6 separate regions of the Mus musculus genome follow, and regions 2, 3, 4, 5 and 6 are each linked to region 1. A link is a contact called in public HiChIP or PLAC-seq and promoter capture Hi-C data. All regions are on one chromosome and are shown on one strand. The core of a region is the stretch at or near the end of the contact, and the rest is flanking DNA. Distances in the headings are between cores, read along the strand shown.

Region 1 (3,570 bases), core at 731-3,230:
GGGGAGGAAATAGACAGAGCGATCCATTTAGCCGGATGGGGAGAGGCAACAGCAGAAAAAGATAATACTGGGTTTCTAAAGAAGGCATTCCTAGGCTTCAGCTGCATCCAGCCACCCAGGGGTGCAACTTCCCCTCCTTAATGCGGCCCACTTTCCAATCCAGGCTGTCTGGCTTCGTAGCAGAGCCCAAGAAAACGTGCGAGGGGGGAGGTTAGGACTGACGAAAGGCGACTCCCGCTTCTATCGCTGGACGCCAGGCTTGTGTTAGGCCAGAGTGCCAGGCCGATCACAGCTGAAGAGCCCCTCTTCCCACTCCTGCCTGCCCTCCCGCTCCGGATCAGCGCCTTACAACTCTTCACTTTGAAGTGCGTGTTGTGCCCTTGTCTCCGGAGACGCCGAGAGTCCTCCAGGCCCCTCAAGTGAAGTGCAGCCTGACCCAGTTTCTCTGGCCCTACTTTTATCTCCGCATTCACGACCCACCCTCCCGGACCCACCTTATATGGGCGTGGGGCCCCGTGGGCTTCAAGGACTCACCACAGGATTTCCACCAGTCTTTCAATCCTGAGCGACCCCGACAAACTGCTCCTCAGATCCCTGCGGGCTGCTGGCGACACAAACCCTGCCAGTGCAGGCAGACTTCCTCCCCGCTGCGGGCGCTGGCACCACTCGGCCTACCCGTGACCCCTACGGCGCGCCGGAGTGCCAGGGAATAGCCTTTATCCGTCAGTGCTTTTACTTAGCAATTAAATAAGTTTGCAGGGTTTCTGAGCTTCAAGGCCTGTACTCAGGGACTTTGTTTAATCTGAACTTAATAAAACCAGAAGCGTGTATTGAAGATGGTGTGGGAGGGATGGGTCCAAGGTTCCCTCTGATCCATGCACGGTTGAAAAACCAGAACCACCGGTATGAGGCCGTGGGTAAAAATTTCTCAGACCTGGAACGGGCTCAAGCCAGGGCTTTGGAGACTGCTCTCCAGGACGCCACCAGAGGGGCTTTGTCCTAGAGCAACTGTCTCTGGAGAGAGTTGGAAAATCCTAAAGGGGTGTTTCTGATTCTCCTGCTAGGTTTCTGCAAAAAAGGCTCAACTGGTGTAACCTCTGTAGAGGGCCTATCCTTACCCCACCTCCCCACCCACGCCCTTACAAGACACAAAAAGCAAATAAAAAGAGTGGAAGTCACCGCTGTGTCTTGGGTTGACTCCGGGGGTGGATCTGCGTCTTGGGGCAGGAGGAGGGGGGAGAGAGGGAGTGCTTTAAGGAGAGGTTGTGACTGCTGACTGGACCAAGAACTCTTCAGCCCCCAACAAGCACGCTTTTCCAAACCTGCCTGTCACAAACAAGCAATTAGAGCTTGCTTCCCTCTGATGAAGCATTTCAGCTTCTTATAACCCTAGAGAAAGAAGGTACCTGTGTACCCCCACAGGCGCTTTCTTTTTCTCCTTTTCTTTAGCCACAGTCAGCATCTTACCTCTATTGTCAGGCTGTATATGGGGGAGGGGGGGTCTGAACCTCTTGGTTCCACTCTTTGTACAGTTCTGTCTCACACCTGGAGAAACCTAGAACTATCTTGCAGGATGTTCTGAGGGAAACTGAGGGAGCAACCCCATGGATGAGCAGGGACTGCTTGAACGGGGTCTGGAGATAAGTGTGGTAAATCCATTGAGCTGGCTTCTTCTCACAATATAATCACTACAGCGAGTCTTTGCGGGAGAGGCTCTAGAGATTTCTCCCTCCCTCCCTCCTTCTCTTAGTCCCACCCGCCTTGCCTGGTCTTGCCTCCCGGTTTCCATGACAACTCCAAGGGAGCTAAACTGGGGGCTTGACTGCCAGGGTGAGAGGAGGAAAGAGGTGGTCCAGAAGCAGAGAGAAACCGAGTTTTTCGGGGGGAGACTTCTGAAGCTCTCCCCCATCCCTGCCTCGGTCCCTTTAAGCTCCCCCCCAGCCACCCCCCCCCCCCAACACACACTGTCTTCATCTCTCCATTTCCGCGCTGCTGCTGCTACCGCCGCTGCGCCATCCCGGACTGAGACACTAAGACTCCTGCGCCAGCAGTCAGGGGGCCCTGACTCCAGCTTCAGAGACCCTGTCCCAACGATTGCAAACATGTCGTCAGAAAAGTCAGGTAAAAAAAAAACTATATATATATATATCCCTCCCCCAACCCCCTCTGTCATCTCCTACCTAACCTCCACTTGCCCTAATCCCCTTCTTTGACCCCCTCTGGGATGTTGTGTGGCTCAGTTCCATTCCTTCTCTCCATGCATACCCCACCCCCTCCCCTTTCTATATCCCATCCTTCTCTTCCTTCGGGTCAGTCTGCCTCTGTCCCTTGGTCCCTTGTCAACAACATGGGGGGGGGGTGCAGTTTTGAAATGGAAAGGGAGGCAGAGCCAGGTTCTGCAGGGACATCATCCCTGGGAGTGACAGATGGACAGTCACCGGTTCAGTGGCATGGAGACACCCAGTGGAAAAATAACGGAGACTTAATCAGACTGGGTTGTTGGGAAAGTAATATCTAGAAGACAATTTTTTTTCTTCTTTGAGATGAGATTCCCCTCTGTAGCCCAGGCTGGTCTTGAACTTCCCAGTTCTTCACCCTTCCCCGGCTGCTTCACAAGTACAAGGATTACAGGCATGAACCACTATGCCTAGTCCCAGAAGCTTTGTCATGGACCTTAACGGAGGCCCATGAGATTCCCAGGTAACTCCACCTGAAGCAAAGTGGAAATGTTAAACTGAGCGTGCATGACCCCTGTGACACGACCACATGTGCAGGAAGAGGGGACAGCTGGCTCAGAGACAACCCTGAATGAGGGTTGTGGTTGACAGCAGCGGAGCCTGGGAGGAGCTGTGACAGTTGTGACGGCAAAACTAGATTGGGGCCAGGTGGCCTACATACAACCCCTTCCCTGACCCCAAAATGGGAGATGTCGTCTCGGCTGTATCTCCCTCGCTCTTTCTCCATCTCTTGCTGTCTCATGTCTCTTACCCTTCTGATCTCTGCTGTCTTCTCTCTCCCCTTATCCTCTCCTCGGCTTTTCCATGGCCAGGCCTTCCAGACTCGGTTCCCCACACTTCACCGCCGCCCTACAATGCCCCCCAGCCACCGGCCGAGCCCCCCATCCCGCCCCCACAAACGGCCCCATCCTCACATCACCACCACCACCACCATTACCACCAGTCTGGCACCGCCACCCTCCCGCGCTTAGGAGCAGGTGGCCTGGCCTCTGCTGCGGCCAGTGCTCAACGCGGTCCTTCGTCTTCCGCCACGCTACCGCGGCCCCCCCACCATGCCCCGCCCGGCCCCGCCGCTGGGGCTCCCCCACCCGGCTGTGCTACCTTACCCCGCATGCCACCCGACCCTTATCTGCAGGAGACTCGCTTCGAGGGTCCACTTCCCCCACCACCGCCTGCGGCCGCCGCCCCGCCCCCACCAGCGCCTGCCCCGACGGCCCAAGCCCCGGGCTTCGTGGTTCCCACGCACGCGGGGGCGGTGGGCACGTTGCCGCTGGGGGGCTACGTGGCGCCGGGCTACCCGCTGCAGCTGCAGCCGTGCACTGCTTATGTCCCT
Region 2 (3,570 bases), core at 121-2,620, 500 kb after region 1:
GCCAGTCAAGTCAGTGACAAGTATCACAAACCAAGTGTGCTATGTGTTGGAGAGGGGCGGGCATAGCTTGGTTAGAGCACCTGCCTAACACTGGGAAGACCCTGGGTGGGGCCCCTCTCCAAGACAAGATGCATCCAAAAGATGCTGCTGACATTGGGAGAAAAGCCAAAGATACTTTGCTCTGCTCTGCCTGATACAAACCTTGAACTTGAGGAAGCCAGCTGTGATGAAGTGTAATACCTTGTGGTAGGGAAGTTAAAAGTCCCCAGAGAGGAAGTAGAGTCCTGCAGGATTGGCCAATACAACTAATGTCATCCAACCTGTGTGACATTCTAGCTGTGACCAGAGCTCTGACCTCCCAGATAAAAAGTTCAAGATGAACTTTTTTTCTTTTTGTTTTTTGAGACACAGTCTCTCACTATGTGTAGACCAGGCTGGCATCAAACTCAGCTAAAACTGGTTCTGGAGTGCTACATGGGGCTTAACCTAGGGCTTCATACCTGCTTACTGAGTTAGGATTCCAAGGCTTAAGGCAGTCCTAAGAGATCATTTCACTCCCTGAAAACCAGGCAATATGCTTTTCTACACTTCTCTTACGTACTTGGCACCCCCAATCCCTTGAGATGCTTATACAGAGTGCTAGGAACATGAAAGCTTTCAAATCCCAGTCTGGAAGGCCAAAGGGCGGCTGCTTAAATCACGTGGCTCCTGTTATTTACCTTTCTGGACCAGCATTACAAGATATCTCAGGTGAGAAATGGAGGAATGGCGGGGGTTGTGAGAAAGAACCACAGAGAGGCTGGAATCGTCACACAGGGAAGCAGTGGCAAGAGGATCGACTCAAAGGCAGTCTGGGCAACATATGTCCAAGCCTTTCCTGAGCTATATATATCCTGAGCTATATATATATATATATATATATATATGGATCTAAGCTACATATATAGGGGACCTGTCCTTAAAAACAAAGCTGGGCAGTGGTGCAGCGTGCCTTTAATCAAGGAGACAAGAGGCGGGCAGATCTCTTTTGAGTTCAAGGCCAGTCTGGTCTACCGAGCTAATTCAAGATAGCTAAAGTTACATTGAAAAACAAAACAAAAAAATCCCAAACTAAGGGCTAGAATACCTAACCAGTGTCAGCGGCGGGAAGGTCTGGGAGGTGAGCAGCCGAACCCGGGTTCGTGCTCAGGGTCTGGTCTTAGGTGGTCCTCTCTCTACGCCTGCGCTAGTGAATCGCGGGGGCTTCGGAGGAGGTCGCTCTGTCGAGTCCGCCTCACGGGTTGCGGAGCTCCGCCCCCGCTGGTCCCTCCCGACCCGGTACAGCTGCTTCCGGGCTCGCACGGCTCCCGGAGGCCGCTCCCCGGACGCTGGGCCCCACAGCTACTCGCTGCGCGAGCACCCAGACGCCTGGGTCCCCAGGTAGGCCTGTACTGTGTCTTGCGTCTGCGATCTCCAAGGACATCTCTGTTCTGACCTTGCGGAGGCCGCGTCTCAGCTGCGCCCTCGCGGGACAGTAGGGCCACTTTTTGGAATGATAGCTTCCTAAGTTAAGGGATGCACTTAACTGACTGGAGTTCGCTAGACACTTCCATCCCGTCTTCCTCTCAACAGAGACTTCCTGTTCCTTGAGCTCCCTTGGGCAGCGATTTGAAGGTTCCTCAGTTTCAGGACCGAAGGACCCTGGGCCACCACCTTCTTTCCTTCAATGGAACACCACCTCTCCCCTTTCTGGGGCACCTTGGGATGTGGTCTTGGTGAGTGAAACTTGGGGTGCTGACTGCTGGGAAGGAAATCTGAAAGCACAGAACATTGTGGGGGTGACCCTGGCCTTATCGGGCTCTAGAAGTCTTGTTAGTGTGTGGGGTGGCAAATGGATTTCTTTTCCCTTAGACTGACACGGAAGCAGGCCATTTACCACACTTGGGGCTGTGTGAGTCCTTTCTGAATTCAGAGTAGGACAATATCACCAAGCAGACACCTCTTCTGAACCGGAACTGATTCTGGCTTCGGAGGAGATCCTGAGAATCTTACGCAGAGTCAGGAAGTGGTCACAGATTTGGGAAGCGCATTGCACAGCTCAGTCATGTTCCTTCGACGGCTTGGTGGCTGGCTACCTCGACCTTGGGGTCGAAAGAAATCAACAAAGGCTGATTTGCCTGCCCCAGAACCCAGATGGGTGGACAGCTCCCCGGAGAATTCGGGGAGTGACTGGGACAGTGCTCCAGAGACCATGGGAGATGTGGGGCCCCTTAAGACCAAGGATTCAGGAACACGGAGACCCCCCGGGGCTGCTCCAGAGTCTAGCAGGGACCTCAAAGTGGATCAACTGGGGAGCAAAAGAATGGATTCCCTCAAGCGGGACAAGACTGCCTCTACCATTCAAGAGCCTGCAAGACTGGAGTCTGGAGGGGCCATTCCCAAACTAGACTGGGATCCTGTGGATTCAGGTGGCGTGAAGAACCTTGGAGTGTCCGCTCAAGGGAGACTAGGCACCATTGGGCCAGAAGCCCTGTTGGAGAAACCTGGTCGCCGTCAGAAGCTGCTGCGTTGGTTACGGGGGGAACCAGGGGCTCCTTCACATTACCTGCAGGACCCAGAGGAGTACCTGCAGATCTCTACCAACTTGACCCTGCACCTGCTGGAGCTGCTTGCCACAGCCCTGCTGGCTCTGTGCTCCAGGCCACTCCGAGCCATCTTGGATGCTTTGGGCCTTCGAGGACCTGTGGGCCTCTGGCTTCATGGGCTGCTATGTTTCCTGGCCGCCCTACATGGGCTCCACGCTGTGCTGAGCTTACTTACTGCCCACCCCCTGCATTTTGCCTGCCTCTTTGGCTTGTTGCAGGCCCTGGTGCTGGCTGTCAGCCTCCGGGAACCTGTTGAAGATGAGGAGACCGCTGATTGGGAGAGTGAGGGGCAGGAGAGGGAGGCCAAGGAGCAGAGGGAAGGTCCCGGAAGGATGTTGTGACTGGGAGAGGGTGGGAGCAAAGGGTAAAGATAGTGGGGTGGCCTTTAGGAGGAAGGTGGGGAAACCCAGATTGTAAGCACAGAGACCTCAGGGATGGGGAGGAAACTCAGGCACAGGAGCTCCTGTCACACTTGACAGACAGGGCTGGCTAGGATGGCCAGTAATGGACAATGGGACATCACCATTGAAGTCACCAGCTTTTTTTTTTTTTTTTTTTTTTTTTTTTTTTGGTTTTTTTGAGACAGGGTTTCTCTGTATAGCCCTAGCTGTCCTGGAACTCACTCTGTAGACCAGGCTGGCCTCGAACTCAGAAATCCGCCTGCCTCTGCCTCCCGAGTGCTGGGATTAAAGGCATGTGCCACCATGCCCAGCAAAGTCACCAGCTTTTGTTATTTCTTGCTTTTACATTTACTCACTTTTTTTTTTTTTTAAATTTCCACCTCCACTTTTTAAAAGCAAAATAGAATAAAAGCAACCGTGGAGAACGGACACCACAGGGCCCTTTCCAAGCGCAGGGGTGGATGGGGCCAGAGGCAGGACAGAGATCTCTGCATTAAGAGTTGATGGGGAGACCCGTAGTGTCCCTTGGATCCTAGGACTAGAAC
Region 3 (3,570 bases), core at 386-2,885, 430 kb after region 1:
GCCTTTGGAGTGCAGAAGGCGGTGGTAGATCCCCTGGAACTGGAGCTGCCCACTGAGGGCGCTGGAAACCAAACATCTACAGCAGGTGTTCACCACTGAGCCATTTCTTAGCCTGTCTCTCTCTTTATCTGTTTCTTGAGACAGGGTCTTTCTATTTAGTTTTAGTGACCATGGAACTTGCTAGTGAGTTCTAGGACTGCCAGGTTTACACAGAGAAACCCCATCTTGTGATGTGTGTGTGGGGGGGGAGGGGGTAGTGAGGATGGGGATGGAAGGGAAAGAATCGGTGAGAAGTCTCTAGAGGGGCTGGCTCAGGGGTTAAGAGCACTGACTGCTCTTCTTGAGGACCATGTTCAGTTGCCAGCACCCACATGGCACCTAACAGCATCTGTAACTCAGACCAGAGGATCTGATGCACAGTCATACAAATAAACAAACGCCCATCCTCATAAAATAAAAATAAGTCTAGCCAGCATGGTGGTGCACGCCTTTAATCCCAGCCCTTAGGAGGTAGAGATGGGTGCATTCCAGAGTTTGAGACCAGCCTGGTCTACAGAGCAAGTTCCAGGACAGCCAGGGCTACACAGAGAAACCCTGTCTTGAAAAGCCTAAATAAATAACATCTAAAAGTACAATTTTTAAAGACTCTAGGCACAGGGTACATGTCTGTAATACCATTCCAGAGATCATCCAGCCTGCGTGACACAGAGAGACCCTATCTCAAAAGAACGGCAGCAAAAAAGCTTGTAAGAATCGAAGTTCATTGGTCTGGCATCCTGGACAGGGCTCGGTTTTTTGTTTGTTTTGTTTTGTTTTTTGTTTTTGTTTTTTACCTGGCAGACCCTAAAGGAAGAGAAAGTTCAACAGCTTCAAAGCAAAGCAAGCATGCCTTCCCTGGGGCTAACACACTGACCTCTCTCTAACCTTTAGGTGGTGTGCAAAAAGTACAGAGGCTTCACCATCCCAGAGGCATTCCGTGGAGTGCATCGGTACTTGAGCAACGCTTATGCCCGGGAAGAATTTGCCTCCACCTGTCCAGATGATGAAGAGATAGAGCTAGCCTATGAGCAAGTGGCCAGGGCTCTCAAATGAGCACTTTTTAAAGGGTCCTTCACCCACTCTGTGCTCTCCACAGAGGCTTCGGGGGGCTTCCACGTTGCTGCATAATGGACACACTCCGAAATTGCCAGTGGGCAGGAAATCCGGGGCACTTGTGGGGTGGGGCTGTGGGATAAGGCAAAGGATAGTGGACAAGGGTAAGATTTTTATTTTGGGATGGGGTGGGTAGGACAACGCATTTCAGTAATAAAATACAGAATGGAAAAAAATCTAGTGTTGTTTTTACACAAAGACGGCTTAAAGTGTAGTGGGCTCCAAATGAAGAGAAGGGTCAGTGATCTTTTAAGCTCAGTGTAACTGCTGGGAATTTGGGAGGGGAGTGTTTGTACAGGGGCTGCCATGTTTTGTATCTGTCCATAAGAGGGCTGTTTCGTGGTCCACATCGCGATTGTAACCCCACAGCCAGGGCTAGCAGGATCAGGGTGGGCCTGGACACTGCTCTGGGGGCGGTGCCTGAGTTCAGGGAAGGGGGGCACTCAGCCCTGGAGGAATGGGCGCGGCCTAGCAGGGCGGAATGGGCGTGGTCTTAGAAGGTCCCGCCCCGTCCCGCTTAGACAATGCCCCGGAGCCGCCAGACCATCGCGCCCCCGCCCCATCGTCGTACGTGAGCTCGCCTACCCTGGGAACCCCTCAAAAGCCCGAGCTATCCGTCTCTCCAGCTTGAGGACTCAGACTCCCATCTTCATTAACTCTCTCCTCTGGGGGTGGGGCCAAGGCTGAAATCACAAGGCTGCAGGAGTGGAGGTGGCCGCTGGTGAGTCTGAAGAGGGGGCTGTCTCCGAAACGGTATGGGGAGACTGGAGTTTGGGGGTGCTGCATACGTCCCTGCACCGGACGGAGTGTGCGAATAACCTGCACTTGGGCGAAGAGCTGGGCGGGGTAGACTTTAGAAGATGGACAGGGGTACGGAGTTCTGAAGCCTGGAGTGGCTCCACGCCGCGCCCCTCCCCCGTTTCTCCGCCCTCCAGATTTCGTTTAAGACCTCTCCCAGTCCTCCGGGACTAAGTCTGGTTTGTACTGGGTCGCTCGAAGGGCAGCGTGACGACCCGGGGTGGAGAGAGAGGATGCTTAACTCCTTAGATTCTAGTTCCTCGGGTTTGCGCCCGTTTCCCTTTCTCCTTCGAGCATACGGGACTTCACACCCCAGGTCCTGATTCACCACCCAGTTTTCTTTTCCAGTCCTATAACCTCTGCGGGTCCCTGGCAGGACTTTGGGTCCCTCCTGCTGCGAGCAGCTGAGGGTTAAGGGGGCGGGGCCGCCGCATTTTTGGGGAGTGAGCGCATCCTAGCGGCTGCCAGGAGGGGCGCGGGGCAGGGACCTAGCGGAGCCCCGAGCAGGGGCAACAGGTGTTTGGGAGATTAAGGATCCAAGTCTTGTTCCCTTGGGCGCCTCTTAAAGCAGATCCCCGGTGAAAGGAGGCTGAGCGGGGTCCACAGAGCCAGAAGGTTTGGAGGGGGTGGGGCAGAGTGGGAGGGGCGCCTGGAGATGGCAGGAGGAAGACCTAGGAGCTTTTAACACTCACCCCTTCTCTTCTTTGCATGTCTTTCTCTTCTACCCCCACCCCTTTCTGTTTCTTCTCTTAGACCAGTGAAGTCAAGAGAAAAAACAAAACAGCTTGGCTGGAAGGGGCTTCGGTGTGGATGTGATGGGGACGCCGGGGGAGGGGCTGGGTCGTTGTTCCCATGCCCTGATCCGGGGTGTCCCCGAGAGCTTGGCATCCGGGGAAGGTGCTGGCGCTGGTCTTCCGGCTCTGGACCTGGCTAAAGCTCAAAGGGAGCATGGAGTACTAGGAGGTAAACTGAGGCAACGACTAGGGCTGCAGCTGCTTGAACTGCCTCCTGAGGAGTCACTGCCGCTGGGACCACTGCTTGGTGACACGGCTGTGATCCAAGGAGACACGGCCCTAATCACAAGGCCCTGGAGCCCAGCACGTAGGCCTGAGGTGAGGACCCGGGTGCGGGTGTGTTGGAGAACAGGATTGCGCGGGGTGGGGTGGAAGAAGGTCGAGGGGAGGAGGCTGGATGTCTGGGATTGGCAGAAAATAGGGAGTGAGGATGTCTCTGCCTGCTCTCTCTTCTCCAAGGTTGATGGAGTGCGTAAAGCCCTCCAGGACTTGGGACTCCGAATTGTGGAGATGGGGGATGAGAATGCGACGCTGGACGGCACCGACGTCCTCTTCACCGGTGAGGCAACGGATGGTCAGCACCTATGTGGGCTTGGCAAGGGAAGCAGAGTTTGGGAGACTAGGAGATCTCAGGTCTTGACTCCAAACTCACTCTGGCCTTCAAACCTTCGCATCCTCCCGGGATTCAGGCCGGGAGTTTTTCGTAGGCCTCTCCAAGTGGACCAATCATCGAGGAGCTGAGATCGTGGCAGACACGTTCCGGGTGAGGAACCAGAGAAGTTTGGAGAATGAGTGCGGCCAATATGCCAGAGGGCTTGACCTGTGC
Region 4 (3,570 bases), core at 593-3,092, 400 kb after region 1:
ATGAAGGGGAGAGCGAGGGCAAGGGGCATGGAGAAGGAGCTGTGGACACTTTGTACCAAGCTGTCTGAATTTCTCAGCCTGGAGCCCCCTGGCTGCTGAGTTAAGATGAAATCGGGGTGGGGAGGGGCAGGAGTATTCTGACTCCAACCCCACCCCTTACTCACCAGTGCAGGGAGGGGAGGGTCTCCTGTCTACACAAGGGTAGGCCCCTTTGGCCCTGGGGGAGCCTGGCTGACCACCTCTCCCGTGGACTGGGTGACTCCTTTCCGATGCTTTGACAACTCCTAAAAGAGAGAGAATCCGCCCTGCCCTGCACCGTCCCCCACCCTGTGGGTTTGTCAGCCAGGGCTCAACCCCTGTCAGTTCACCCATTGCCACCAGAAGTTCTCTTGCCCTGACATTCCCTCCTGGTCCTGGACTGTGTGGGAGTCAGCCAGTGCATATGGACGAGGCTAAATCAGTACGACTCCAAAAGCCCCGTCCGTCCCCGAAGTCTAGAAATTAAAACTAATAAACTCACCTTGTGAATCAGACTGTGCAGACAAGCATTCACCTTTTGAATCCGGGTTAGCAGAGGGGCATCAGTCTCTGAATGCAAGTCCATCAGAAAGTCCTAGGCAGGGTTGGAGGGTGACCGAGTGCTGGAGACAGGTCCTCCTGCCACTTCCTCACCACGGGCCACTCTTCTCATCAGATTCCCTTCTCCCAGAACCCTTCCAGACAGATGGAAAGGCCAGCCCTCTCTCTCCACCTCCATCTTTTTTTTTTTTTGGTTTTTGGAGACAGGGTTTCTCTGTAGCCCTGGCTGTCCTGGAACTCACTCTGTAGACCAGGCTGGCCTCGAACTCAGAAATCTGCCTGCCTCTGCCTCCCAAGTGCCGGGATTAAAGGCGTGGGCCACCACTCCACCTCCATCTCTTAAAATTGCAGTCAGTTCCTTTCAAACTACCTGGAACCCCACCCCCACCCTGGAACCCCACCCCCACTCCTGTTCCTTATGGGTCTTCTCCCCCCCCCCCCCCCCCCGCCCAGTGAGAGACACCCAGGCCACTCTCTGATTCTCTGTGGGGTGCTCAGATGGAGTCCCTCTGAATGGAATGCAGACCACTTCTTCCAGCACAATGAACACTGGTGGCTGTCCTGTCATTTCCAATGCTATTCCAGTTCATGTGCCCTGCCCGTTAACCCTCCCCTTCCCAGAGCAGCCTTTGAGGTCCACGTGCTCCCTGCTTCTCCCTCCCCAGCCCGTGCACAGATGGCTGCCCCCTACCTCGCCAAGGGCCCCCAGCTGCAGCTGCCGTTGCTGGGTCTCCCTCAGCCGGTCTGCGAACCAGGCCTGGCCATGCTCCAGCAGCTCCAGGCCCTGCCACAGAGCATCTTGTTCCCTCTCCAGAGCCTGCATCATCTGCAGCTGGCTTAGAGGAGACACAGGCCAAAACGACTCACTCCCAGCAGGACCCTAGGTATGGCAATCTCCTCTAAAGGGCTCACTATCTGATCACTAAGGATTTGAATAACAAAGGAATACAGAGGGAAAGTCTGTGGGTCCTCAGTTGAGAGGAAATATATGCAGGGTACATCATGGGAGGGGATGTCCCAAGACTGAGTTGGTCTCGCACTCACCCAGAGGAAGAAGTTCTGGGCTCCTGGGTCTTGGCGGCTTGTCCCCAGTGGTAGCAGCAGAACAGTGTAGGGCGCTTGCACCAGGGGTGGCCCACCAGGACCTGGGCTCTCCATGGCTCTAAAGTAGGAAGGGCGGAGCCGGGGCTGGTCCCTCCCCAACCCATCTTCTACCCATCCTGCCTTGTCTTTCAGCCTGTGAGGCCAGGATAATTCTTAAGGCAACAGATAGCTTCCCTTAAACTGTGTGTCAACCTTCATTTTTGTTTTTGTGGTTTTTGTTTTGTATAGTCTGTTGGAAGTAGCTTGTCCTCATTGAGTCCCAAGGACAGAATCTAAATTTATTTAAAGTTTTATTTAGAGTCAGGGTCTCCCTGTGTAGCCTAGCTAGCCTGGAACTCACTATATAGACCAGGCTGGCCTCAAACTCAGAGCTCCACCTGCCTTTGTCTTCCCAGTGGTAGAATTAAAGGTCTGCACCATCGTACCTGCATTTATTTATTTATACCACCATTCCTGACTAAATGTAATTATCTACTTGTTAGTTTATGTGTATGTGTGTGTCCATGAGCTTATGTGTATTCCATGTGTCCCAGAGCCCCTGAGACTAGAAGAGGGTGTAAGATCCCTTGGAACTGGAGTGACACACAGATGTGACCCACCATGTGGTTCTTGGAACCAAAGCCACTTTCTCTGCAAGAGCAGTCAGTGCCTCTAATCACTGAGCATCTGCCCAGCCCAACTGTCACTATATTTGAGTGACTTCCCCCTGTCCCAGCTGATGTCCTGTTGGGTGACCTAAGGAAACACCTTGATCTAAAATAAGCTTTATTCCTAGCACAAGACACAATGTGCAAACTGAGAACTCTGCAGTAAGGGAAAAAAAAAAACCCGAAAAGGCATGGTAGGCCCCGGGGCTCAGGTAGCTGGGAGGCGAGGGAGGACTCTCAGAGGATGGTGGGAGCAGCGGGCAGCACTTCCTGACTAATGAAAATGTCCAGGTCCAGGGTGGGATCCTCCAAGTCCAGTTTTAGAAACGTATCCACCAGTGCCTGGCAGCTGCAGGAGAGACAGAACAGTGTGGCTGCTGGGTCGCCAACTCCCTATGCAGACAGAGGGGAGGGTCTGTGCGGGAAACTGCAGCCTTGGAGAGCCAAGCGTTTCAAAAGCAGCCATGGATACTGAGTTGGTTTTGTTTGTCGTTTTCTGACAAGGTCTTGCTATGTAGCTCAGGCTGGCCTTGAACACCAGGCTTACAGGCACGTGCCCGTGCCACACCTGACTTGGTGAGGAGAAGGAGGAGGAGGAGGAGGAGGAAGAGAGCACGGGGCTGCAGAAAGATGGCTGGGGCCAGGTGAGGGAGAACACAGGAGCTGTGGGGAGCATGGCAGGCCCCACTCACTTTTCCATTTGGTTCCTCCTCAGAAGCTCATTCGTGGCCTTGATGGGTTTCCCACTGCGGATCAAGTCTGAGACCTAGCACAGAGGCACAGGGAGGATGGGGTGAGGACGTTAGGGAAGAGGGGAAATGAGGGTCAGAAGTCCTGTGGGCCTACAAGTCCAGAGTTTCAAGAGGAACAGGAAAGAGGGTGCAGAGATGCCTCAGCAGCTAAGAGCACTGACTGCTCTCTCAGAGAACCTGGGTTCAATTCCCAGCACCCACTGGCAGCTCACAAACCATCTGTAACTCCAGTGTCCTGAGATTGATGTCATTTTCTGACCTCCACAGACACCAGGCACATGTGGTGTATTTATATAAATTCAAGGAAAACACTCATATGCATAAGATAAGTCAATCTTAAACTTAGCAAGAGGAGCAGTGTACTTGAGGGGGCCCGAGGTGGGGTGGTGCTCATTACCTCTTTGCCACGAGCAATGAGTGGGTCAGGAAGCCCAGCCTGGGCCGCTGTGTGGGAGGCGTGGCTGGCACTGGCGACGCCTTGGCAAAGC
Region 5 (3,570 bases), core at 340-2,839, 370 kb before region 1:
AGGAGCTGGCAGAAGCCCAAGGCACTGGTTTTCTAATGTGATATCAGCCAATCAGAAAAAGGATTCCTGATGATGCTTCTGTTGCTAGGTGAAAAGCCTGTGTGAAGAGGCCTAGGAGAGCTGGAAATCCCCTGTGTTGCACAGGCTTCTTCTCTTCCCAGCCGAGGACACAGCCTATTAGGTTTCATCTTAGGGAAGGTGTAGAAGAGGCAGAGGCTGCAGATTATTGTGTGGAGGTCTGACGTGGGGGCTGAGGACCCTGAGAGCATCCACTGCCATGGTCCCTGAATGGCCATGTTTGTCTGCTAACCCTTTCCACATCTGAGTTGATGTTTCTCCTGCATGCTCCCTGCCTAGGCTTAGGAGATCTGTGTCTGTCCTGAGCAGAGCTGATGGTGAGAGCCCAGTGCGGTCCCTCTCTGGTTCTCTACATCAGGGTGCCAGTGTGGACCCTGGAATGCTGCAGTTCACCTGCGCTGCTGGAGCCCCCACGGGATGGTCTTGTTACCCAACTCTACGTCTTTCCCTTTTCCTTCATCAACTCTGTTTTCAGGTCCTGACCCCTGTTTAACTAGGATCTAAAATAATAGAGATAGTGTTGTAGTTTCAGGGAAAGAGACTTATTGTTTAGTCATTTGGTATTTGTCAGGTACCATTCCAGCTGATGGACAATTAGACTTAGTAGTGTATACCTGAGGAGAGATGTATTTGAAGCACAAGTTGATGACTCTGTTATTCAGCCTGGCACAGTGTGACAAACCTATGGCTGTCCCTTCCTGAAACTGCTATTTTACACCATTAGCCTTTTGTCCTTGAAATTCCAGGCAGCTGGATCTGGAAGCCCTAAAAGGTTGTGGAGTTTTCCTTAGCTGACATCATGGTTATGGAGGATTTAAACAGCAGAAGAATCCACAAGAGCAACGTTGGGCTGATCAACTTCTGTATTTTCATTGGAATATCGTGAATGTAGAAGACTCCTGCATGGGGAAGGTGCATGAGCCAGCAGGGCTGAGACACACATTAACCTGACATTTCCAACATGTACACAGGACAGCTCAATGCTTTCCATTATTAACCACATCACACTGCTCTTCCATGTGAGCTTATCAAAACCTAGAATACAGTTCAGGGAACATGGCTTGCATTTTACAAAGAGAATTCCAGGATTGGAAAGAGGCTCAGCGACTCCCCAAGAACTCTGCTTTCTCACCTGAGGCACCCCAGAGGGTCAGATGTAACAAAACATGATTTCTCTGTCTCTTAATACATGTCACACTCATTTCTCCCACTACAACCTCAAGTGTAAGAACAGTAGATTTGAAATAATTATCCCAAAGTTGTCTATACTTCACGCACTTTTCTCTTTAAACCCCCAAACACAGGCAGTCTGCAGTTTAGAAAAGTTTACTCTGTAACTGAGAGGAGCAGTCACCTCAAACGTTCATCCAGTGGGGCTCATGAAGAAACAGACCATGCCGCGCATAGAGAGCCTTTGTAAACAAAGTCTACCCAGAGACAGATGACAGACTTCAGCTCCAATGCTGATTGGTTCCTCACTTGGGACCAACCCTGACACTCTGGGATTTCAGATCACTCCAGGCTACAGAACTTTGCTTTCTGAAGGGGGCACAGCAGGTGTGAGTCCTGGTGACTGCCATTACCTGTGCCTTAGAGATGGCTCTGCAGATCCCCAGCCTCCTCCTCTCGGCTGCTGTGGTGGTGCTGATGGTGCTGAGCAGCCCAGGGACTGAGGGCGGAGACTCCGAAAGTAAGTGCCGGGGGCAGGGCTCTCCAGAGCCAGCACTCTGGGGGTCGTGTTCTGAGGGACCCTGGGGACTCTGGGATGTGGGAGGGGGTGGCAAAATCCTGATTTTACTATAGATTTCCTTTCTCTGAAGAGAGAGTGAGACTCCATTCTCACTTCTGTGTTCTAATATTGAGTTAGGATGGTGCCGCCGCCGGTGCGAGCCTGACATATAAACGGAGGAGGAGGAGGAGGCGGCAGAATTTAAATCGACCACCAAAGATAAGGGTTGTGCATGGGGAGACAGCAGGGCTTACAATACCAGTGCCCCCACCCACTCCCCCGTACAGGGCTTACAATACCAGTGCCCCCCACCCCCACCCCGTACATTGTCTGGAGGAAATGCCAGATTCTGAAGTGGGGAAACAGATCAGCGATGGTCTGTGGTCCCGATGTTTGCGGACAACTCCTCATGTGGAGTGGAGGTTTAAGAGAGCGAACTCTAGGCGTCTAACTCAGAGAGAAGCCAGTGACCAAGAAACCTAATTTTTTTGGTCAAATGGAATCCAGAACTCAAACACTGAGTTAGTAAATTGAATTTCCAAGAAAACACTAGGCCCAGAAGGGACATATGTGATACATACCCTGGGGTGAGCGGAGGTGTCCTAGTTCGTTCGGAGACCAGAGAGTAAATAAAGCCCCAGTCCCCTAAGCCATAGAGGTGTCTTCAGTCTCGCAGTTACCCTTAAGATGCCTGGAGTGACCGTGCAAGCAGGCAGTTCTCAGAGGTTGCCTGGATTCCCATTTGTTGGTTTTGTAGTCGGGGCTCTCCTGAGAACGAGTGCCCCCTAGGGGGTCAGGGCCTTTTGCACACAGGAGAGAGTCCCACAGGGTGGGGGTGGGGTAGCAGAAACTGGCAAATATTTTATTTATTTTTTGTATCCTAGTTTTATTAGTTCGCTGAGAATTTCGTACAGTTTTGGTCATATTTACTCCCTCTTCCAACTCTACCCAGGCCCATCCCCCCCCCTCTACCACCCAACTTTTGGTGTCCCTTAGTTTTATTATTATTTTTTTTTTCAAATGTACCAAGTACCGTTTGCGTTTCCTGAGGCGTATTCTTGTGAGGACGAGCCCGGTCGCCCCATCCCTCCCTTCCTCTTCCTTACCCCGGGTCGAACCGTCGCCCGGTGCTCCGCCGAAGCGGGGTCCTCACGGGCGGGGGCGGCGAAGAGACTGCCCGGCCCGAGGCCCCGAGGCCCGACGGTCCCCAGAGAGCGGTCGCCCCACGCGGGAAGCGCCGGCGCGGGGTGGGGCCGCGGGGAGCCGTGGTCTGCGTGGTCCCCGCTGTCCCCCGGGCTGACCGCGTCCGTCCGCAGGGCATTTCGTGTACCAGTTCATGGGCGAGTGCTACTTCACCAACGGGACGCAGCGCATACGATATGTGACCAGATACATCTACAACCGGGAGGAGTACGTGCGCTACGACAGCGACGTGGGCGAGCACCGCGCGGTGACCGAGCTGGGGCGGCCAGACGCCGAGTACTGGAACAGCCAGCCGGAGATCCTGGAGCGAACGCGGGCCGAGCTGGACACGGTGTGCAGACACAACTACGAGGGGCCGGAGACCCACACCTCCCTGCGGCGGCTTGGTGAGCGCGGCGGGTCCCGCGGGAGCGCGGCGGGCCGTGAGGGGACGCGGAGCAGAGTTCCCGCCTGAGGAGCTGCATGGCCTCCTTCCTCCCGTCTGCCCTGCACCACCTAGCGCCTCCTTGGAGTCTCCCTCCTGTCTCACCTCTGCCCTCTGCCCTTTGCCTCATGAGGCC
Region 6 (3,570 bases), core at 325-2,824, 330 kb after region 1:
GGCCCTCTCGCCCTCGTACACCTGGATCAGCACCCCGGGCTGGTTGTCCGAGTAGGTGGTGAAGGTCTGCGTCTGCTTGGTGGGGATGGTGGAGTTGCGCTTGATGAGCGCCGTCATCACGCCGCCCGCAGTCTCCAGGCCCAGCGACAGCGGCGCCACGTCCAGCAGCAGCAGGTCCTGCACGTTCTCCGACTTGTCCCCCATCAGGATGGCCGCCTGCACCGCCGCCCCGTAGGCCACCGCCTCGTCCGGGTTGATGCTCTTGTTCAGGTCGCGCCCGTTGAAGAAGTCCTGCAGCAGCTTCTGCACCTTGGGGATGCGCGTCGAGCCGCCCACCAGCACCAGGTCGTGGATCTGCGCCTTGTCCATCTTGGCGTCGCGCAGGGCCTTCTCCACGGGCTCCAGCGTGCCGCGGAACAGGTCCGAGCACAGCTCTTCGAACCGCGCCCGCGTGATGGATGTGTAGAAGTCGATGCCCTCGAACAGAGAGTCGATCTCCAGGCTGGCCTGGGTGCTGGACGACAGCGTCCTCTTGGCCCTCTCACACGCCGTGCGCAGCCGCCGCACCGCGCGCTTGTTCTGGCTGATGTCCTTCTTGTGCTTCCTCTTGAACTCCTCCACGAAGTGGCTCACCAGCCGGTTGTCGAAGTCCTCCCCTCCCAGGTGCGTGTCGCCCGCCGTGGCCTTCACCTCGAAGATGCCGTCGTCGATCGTCAGGATGGACACGTCGAACGTGCCGCCCCCCAGGTCGAAGATGAGCACGTTGCGCTCGCCCTTGCCGGTCCGGTCCAGCCCGTAGGCGATGGCGGCCGCCGTGGGCTCGTTGATGATCCGCAGCACGTTTAGACCGGCGATCACGCCCGCGTCCTTGGTGGCCTGCCGCTGAGAGTCGTTGAAGTAGGCGGGCACCGTGATCACCGCGTTGGTCACCGGGTGGCCCAGGTACGCCTCAGCGATCTCCTTCATCTTCGTCAGCACCATGGACGAGATCTCCTCCGGGAAGAACGACCGGCTCTCGCCCTTGTAGTTCACCTGCACCTTGGGCTTGTCGCCGTCGTTCACCACCTGGAAGGGCCAGTGCTTCATGTCGGACTGCACCACCGCATCGCCGAACTTGCGGCCGATCAGCCGCTTCGCGTCGAACACGGTGTTCTGCGGGTTCAGCGCCACCTGGTTCTTGGCGGCGTCCCCGATGAGGCGCTCGGTGTCGGTGAAGGCCACGTAGCTGGGGGTCGTGCGGTTGCCCTGGTCGTTGGCGATGATCTCCACCTTGCCGTGCTGGAACACGCCCACGCACGAGTAGGTGGTGCCCAGGTCGATGCCGATCGCCGTGTTCTTGGCCATGGCGCCGCGCTCTGCTTCTGGAAGGCTGCGCTCCGCGGCGTGGATGCTCCGGGGAAAGTTGCGCTCCGCGGCAGGGATGCTCCTGGGAAGGTTGCGCTCCGCGGCGTGGATGCTCTGGGGAAGGCTGGTCCTGGCCGAGGATCGGGAACGCGCCGCTCGCTCTGCTTCTCTTGTCTTCGCTTGTCTCTGGATGGAACCAGATTTGATTCTGAGTAGCTGTCAGCGTCTGGTGCCCTGCTCGCCGCCCTGCGCCTTTAAGGAGTCTTCACCGGCCCCGCCCACTCTCCGCTGGGCCAATCAGCGAGCCGGAGGAGGCCTTGGGGCCAGGAATCTTCCAGCAGTTTCGCGTCTGGTGGAGCTTCCCCGCCTCCCTTGAGTAATCGGAGTTGTGGGTTCCGCCCTTGTCCAGAACTCTCCAGAGGTTTCTGGGGTTCGCTAGAGAGTACGGATTCCTGAGGGGGAGGGTGTGGGGAAGTGCTGGTGCTGCTATTGACACTGTTGCGGAGGCGACGCAACTTCGGGGTCCCTGTGGGTGAAGCTGTTAAGGGTCAGCTCCTGAAGGTGCTGGGTGGTGAGAGTGTGGGACTCAGACCAGGGAGGGAGTTTAAAGTGTACAAATCCTTCCTACAGGATGGCGGACGCAGAAAGTTTCTCAAGAGAGGCGGGATAAGGCTTGGCTAAAAAGTCTGTGATTGGGTCCTGGTTTGAGTGACAGCGTTGGGCAGGGGCGCCTGTGGAATGCTTGCTTGTCCATGTCTCCCCCTCCCTCTTCATTTTAGGTTTGAATAGGGAAATAGAAGAGATCTTGCAGTATAGTTCATTTGTTTTGCTGTCTTTACATCACGGTTAAGGTAGGAGTAGGCGGTACATCGCCTATGGAGTTCTCACAATTTTATAAGGAAATCAGCGTGAAAATACTTGATTCTCATGTTAGGAGGACCTGTGACTCAAAAGAGGAAAAAGGAAAGTGTCCCAGGACCCGGAGAGCAGGGCTTAATCGACCGTGCCAGGCTGTAGCCACTCCCTTTGCCTCAGGCTGCAGCCTGACATTAGTAAGAAAAAACTTTCCATAGACGGTGAGGCAGAAGGACTGTAGAGAGTCCAAGACCAGCCTCCGTTATAGAGGAACCCTATCTCAAAAGATTAAATAAAAATTGCTCTTTGCCAAGCACCACTGTAGGGTCTGTGCTCTGCTGTAGTAAGGTCAGGTTAATCAACAGTTCGTTGGTTCTTCTGTCTGTGTCTGCCGTCTCTGTCTGTTCACCTCTTTTAGAAGAGATGGCGTGCCCTATCCTCTGATAGCATCTTGCCTCACAGTGCCCTGCGAACTTTCCGGTGAGATCCTAAGCCTGGGTGTTGGGGCCCGCCTACTAATTCACCCTATTAGCTTTTTGTCCTAAACATCACTTTCTATGCCTGGTCTACCCTCTCCCTTTTAATTATAAGTACATTTAGCTGTCAGTGATGTCCCCTTTTCTCCTTCTCTGCCCCTCCTTTCTCCTCCTGTGTAGGAATTAAAGACCCCCTAGTCAGATGCCTTGAAACCACAGTATGAGGTTACTGGGTATGGTGGCCCACCTCTGTAATCCTCATGCTTTGGAGGGGCGGGCAGGAGGATGAAGAGTTTGAGGCTAGCCTTAGCTACATTAGAGCCTCTCTTTCAGAAAAAAAAAAAAAAAAAAAAAAAACAACGTAGATAACACCCATAGCAGAGAGAGACTGTTAATTGTCACATACACACATCTTTTTCATATTAAACTTTTTTTTCTTTTATTTTGAAATAGGGTCTTACATAGCCCAGGCTGGCCTTGAACTTACTGTGTAGCCAAAGCTGATCTTAAACTCTTGCTCCTCTAGCCTTGACTCCTAAGTGCTGGAATTCCAGACAAGCACTACAAACTACACACACAGGTCTCTGAGTGTGAATTGGAGGAGGCAGTTTCTGGAGGGAGCCCTGCTTTTAAATACAACTCCATTGGCCTGCCTCTCTCTCTCTCTCTCTCTCTCCCTCTCTCTCTCTCTCTCTCTCTCTTTCTCTCTCTCTCTCTCTCTGTGTGTGTGTGTGTGTGTGTGTGTGTGTGTGTGTGTGTGTGTACATAAGTCCATATCAGAATATCTCTTCTGGGAATCCAAGGGCATTTAGTTGTCTGTGCTGTAGTTTGCTGATCTCAGCCAGTGTTTGGAAGATGCTGCTTCATAGATCCTCTGTTTGTGTGGGAAGAATTG

Evidence for each region. HiChIP or PLAC-seq counts read pairs in DNA pulled down with a chosen protein or histone mark. Capture Hi-C pulls out chosen DNA fragments and counts their contacts.
Region 2: a contact with region 1 is called in an HNF4G HiChIP or PLAC-seq map of pancreatic cancer cells. The contact joins the promoter of D17H6S53E here to the promoter of Prrt1 in region 1. A contact is called at or near these places in 17 of 39 promoter capture datasets (the 3T3-L1 cell line, the HPC-7 cell line, cranial neural crest and 9 more), 4 of 484 Hi-C or Micro-C datasets (cerebral cortex, embryonic stem cells, muscle stem cells and 1 more), 9 of 115 datasets of contacts at active chromatin or transcription factors (embryonic forebrain, embryonic stem cells, extraembryonic endoderm stem cells and 4 more) and 1 of 9 other capture datasets (adipose tissue).
Region 3: an HNF4G HiChIP or PLAC-seq map of pancreatic cancer cells shows a contact between it and region 1. The contact joins the promoter of Ddah2 here to the promoter of Prrt1 in region 1. A contact is called at or near these places in 3 of 39 promoter capture datasets (the SN4741 cell line, cranial neural crest and second pharyngeal arch cranial neural crest), 1 of 15 datasets of contacts at CTCF or cohesin (the NIH/3T3 cell line), 2 of 484 Hi-C or Micro-C datasets (CD8 T cells and embryonic stem cells) and 2 of 115 datasets of contacts at active chromatin or transcription factors (embryonic midbrain and pancreatic cancer cells).
Region 4: a FOXA1 HiChIP or PLAC-seq map of pancreatic cancer cells shows a contact between it and region 1. The contact joins the promoter of Sapcd1 here to the promoter of Prrt1 in region 1. A contact is called at or near these places in 4 of 39 promoter capture datasets (cranial neural crest, hippocampal neurons and liver), 3 of 115 datasets of contacts at active chromatin or transcription factors (embryonic stem cells, microglia and pancreatic cancer cells) and 1 of 9 other capture datasets (liver).
Region 5: a contact with region 1 is called in a promoter capture Hi-C map of liver. The contact joins the promoter of H2-Ab1 here to the promoter of Prrt1 in region 1. A contact is called at or near these places in 5 of 39 promoter capture datasets (cranial neural crest, hematopoietic stem and progenitor cells, liver and 2 more), 4 of 484 Hi-C or Micro-C datasets (the N1E-115 cell line, adipose-derived mesenchymal stem cells, embryonic fibroblasts and 1 more), 5 of 115 datasets of contacts at active chromatin or transcription factors (bone marrow-derived dendritic cells, bone marrow-derived macrophages, cardiomyocytes and 2 more) and 2 of 9 other capture datasets (embryonic stem cells and liver).
Region 6: a contact with region 1 is called in a FOXA1 HiChIP or PLAC-seq map of pancreatic cancer cells. The contact joins the promoter of Hspa1b here to the promoter of Prrt1 in region 1. A contact is called at or near these places in 6 of 39 promoter capture datasets (the 3T3-L1 cell line, embryonic stem cells, hippocampal neurons and 2 more), 11 of 115 datasets of contacts at active chromatin or transcription factors (T-cell acute lymphoblastic leukemia, bone marrow-derived dendritic cells, bone marrow-derived macrophages and 6 more) and 4 of 9 other capture datasets (adipose tissue, liver, macrophages and 1 more).

The regions. Positions count from the first base shown.
Region 1 is chr17:34,627,584-34,631,153 of GRCm38.p6, forward strand. It overlaps Prrt1 (proline-rich transmembrane protein 1), which reads left to right and starts at 1,981. Exons shown (of 4, transcript NM_030890.2): 1 at 1,981-2,121; 2 at 3,050-3,570. The coding sequence starts at 2,103. It also overlaps a transcript of Ppt2 not described here.
Region 2 is chr17:35,125,032-35,128,601 of GRCm38.p6, forward strand. D17H6S53E (DNA segment, Chr 17, human D6S53E) reads left to right here and starts at 1,371. Exons shown (of 3, transcript NM_033477.2): 1 at 1,371-1,419; 2 at 1,612-1,754; 3 at 1,891-3,570. The coding sequence starts at 2,084. The coding sequence ends at 2,965. It overlaps Gm20522 (predicted gene 20522), which reads right to left and starts at 1,312. Exons shown (of 3, transcript NR_168268.1): 1 at 1,127-1,312; 2 at 202-284.
Region 3 is chr17:35,057,400-35,060,969 of GRCm38.p6, forward strand. Ddah2 (dimethylarginine dimethylaminohydrolase 2) reads left to right here and starts at 1,636. Exons shown (of 7, transcript NM_001190449.1): 1 at 1,636-1,873; 2 at 2,704-3,062; 3 at 3,204-3,303; 4 at 3,434-3,507. The coding sequence starts at 2,766. Clic1 (chloride intracellular channel 1) reads left to right here. Exons shown (of 6, transcript NM_033444.2): 6 at 931-1,320. The coding sequence ends at 1,092.
Region 4 is chr17:35,026,174-35,029,743 of GRCm38.p6, forward strand. Sapcd1 (suppressor APC domain containing 1) reads right to left here and starts at 1,843. Exons shown (of 4, transcript NM_023893.4): 1 at 1,624-1,843; 2 at 1,271-1,411; 3 at 521-613; 4 at 1-284. The coding sequence starts at 1,737. The coding sequence ends at 192. Msh5 (mutS homolog 5) reads right to left here. Exons shown (of 25, transcript NM_001146215.2): 23 at 3,480-3,570; 24 at 3,023-3,096; 25 at 2,432-2,679. The coding sequence ends at 2,568. Gm52318 (a long non-coding RNA gene) reads left to right here and starts at 1,375. Exons shown (of 2, transcript XR_003952415.1): 1 at 1,375-1,463. Vwa7 (von Willebrand factor A domain containing 7) reads left to right here. Exons shown (of 17, transcript NM_138582.1): 17 at 1-568.
Region 5 is chr17:34,261,638-34,265,207 of GRCm38.p6, forward strand. It overlaps H2-Ab1 (histocompatibility 2, class II antigen A, beta 1), which reads left to right and starts at 1,590. Exons shown (of 6, transcript NM_207105.3): 1 at 1,590-1,768; 2 at 3,124-3,396. The coding sequence starts at 1,675.
Region 6 is chr17:34,957,664-34,961,233 of GRCm38.p6, forward strand. It overlaps Hspa1b (heat shock protein 1B), which reads right to left and starts at 1,575. Exons shown (of 1, transcript NM_010478.2): 1 at 1-1,575. The coding sequence starts at 1,344.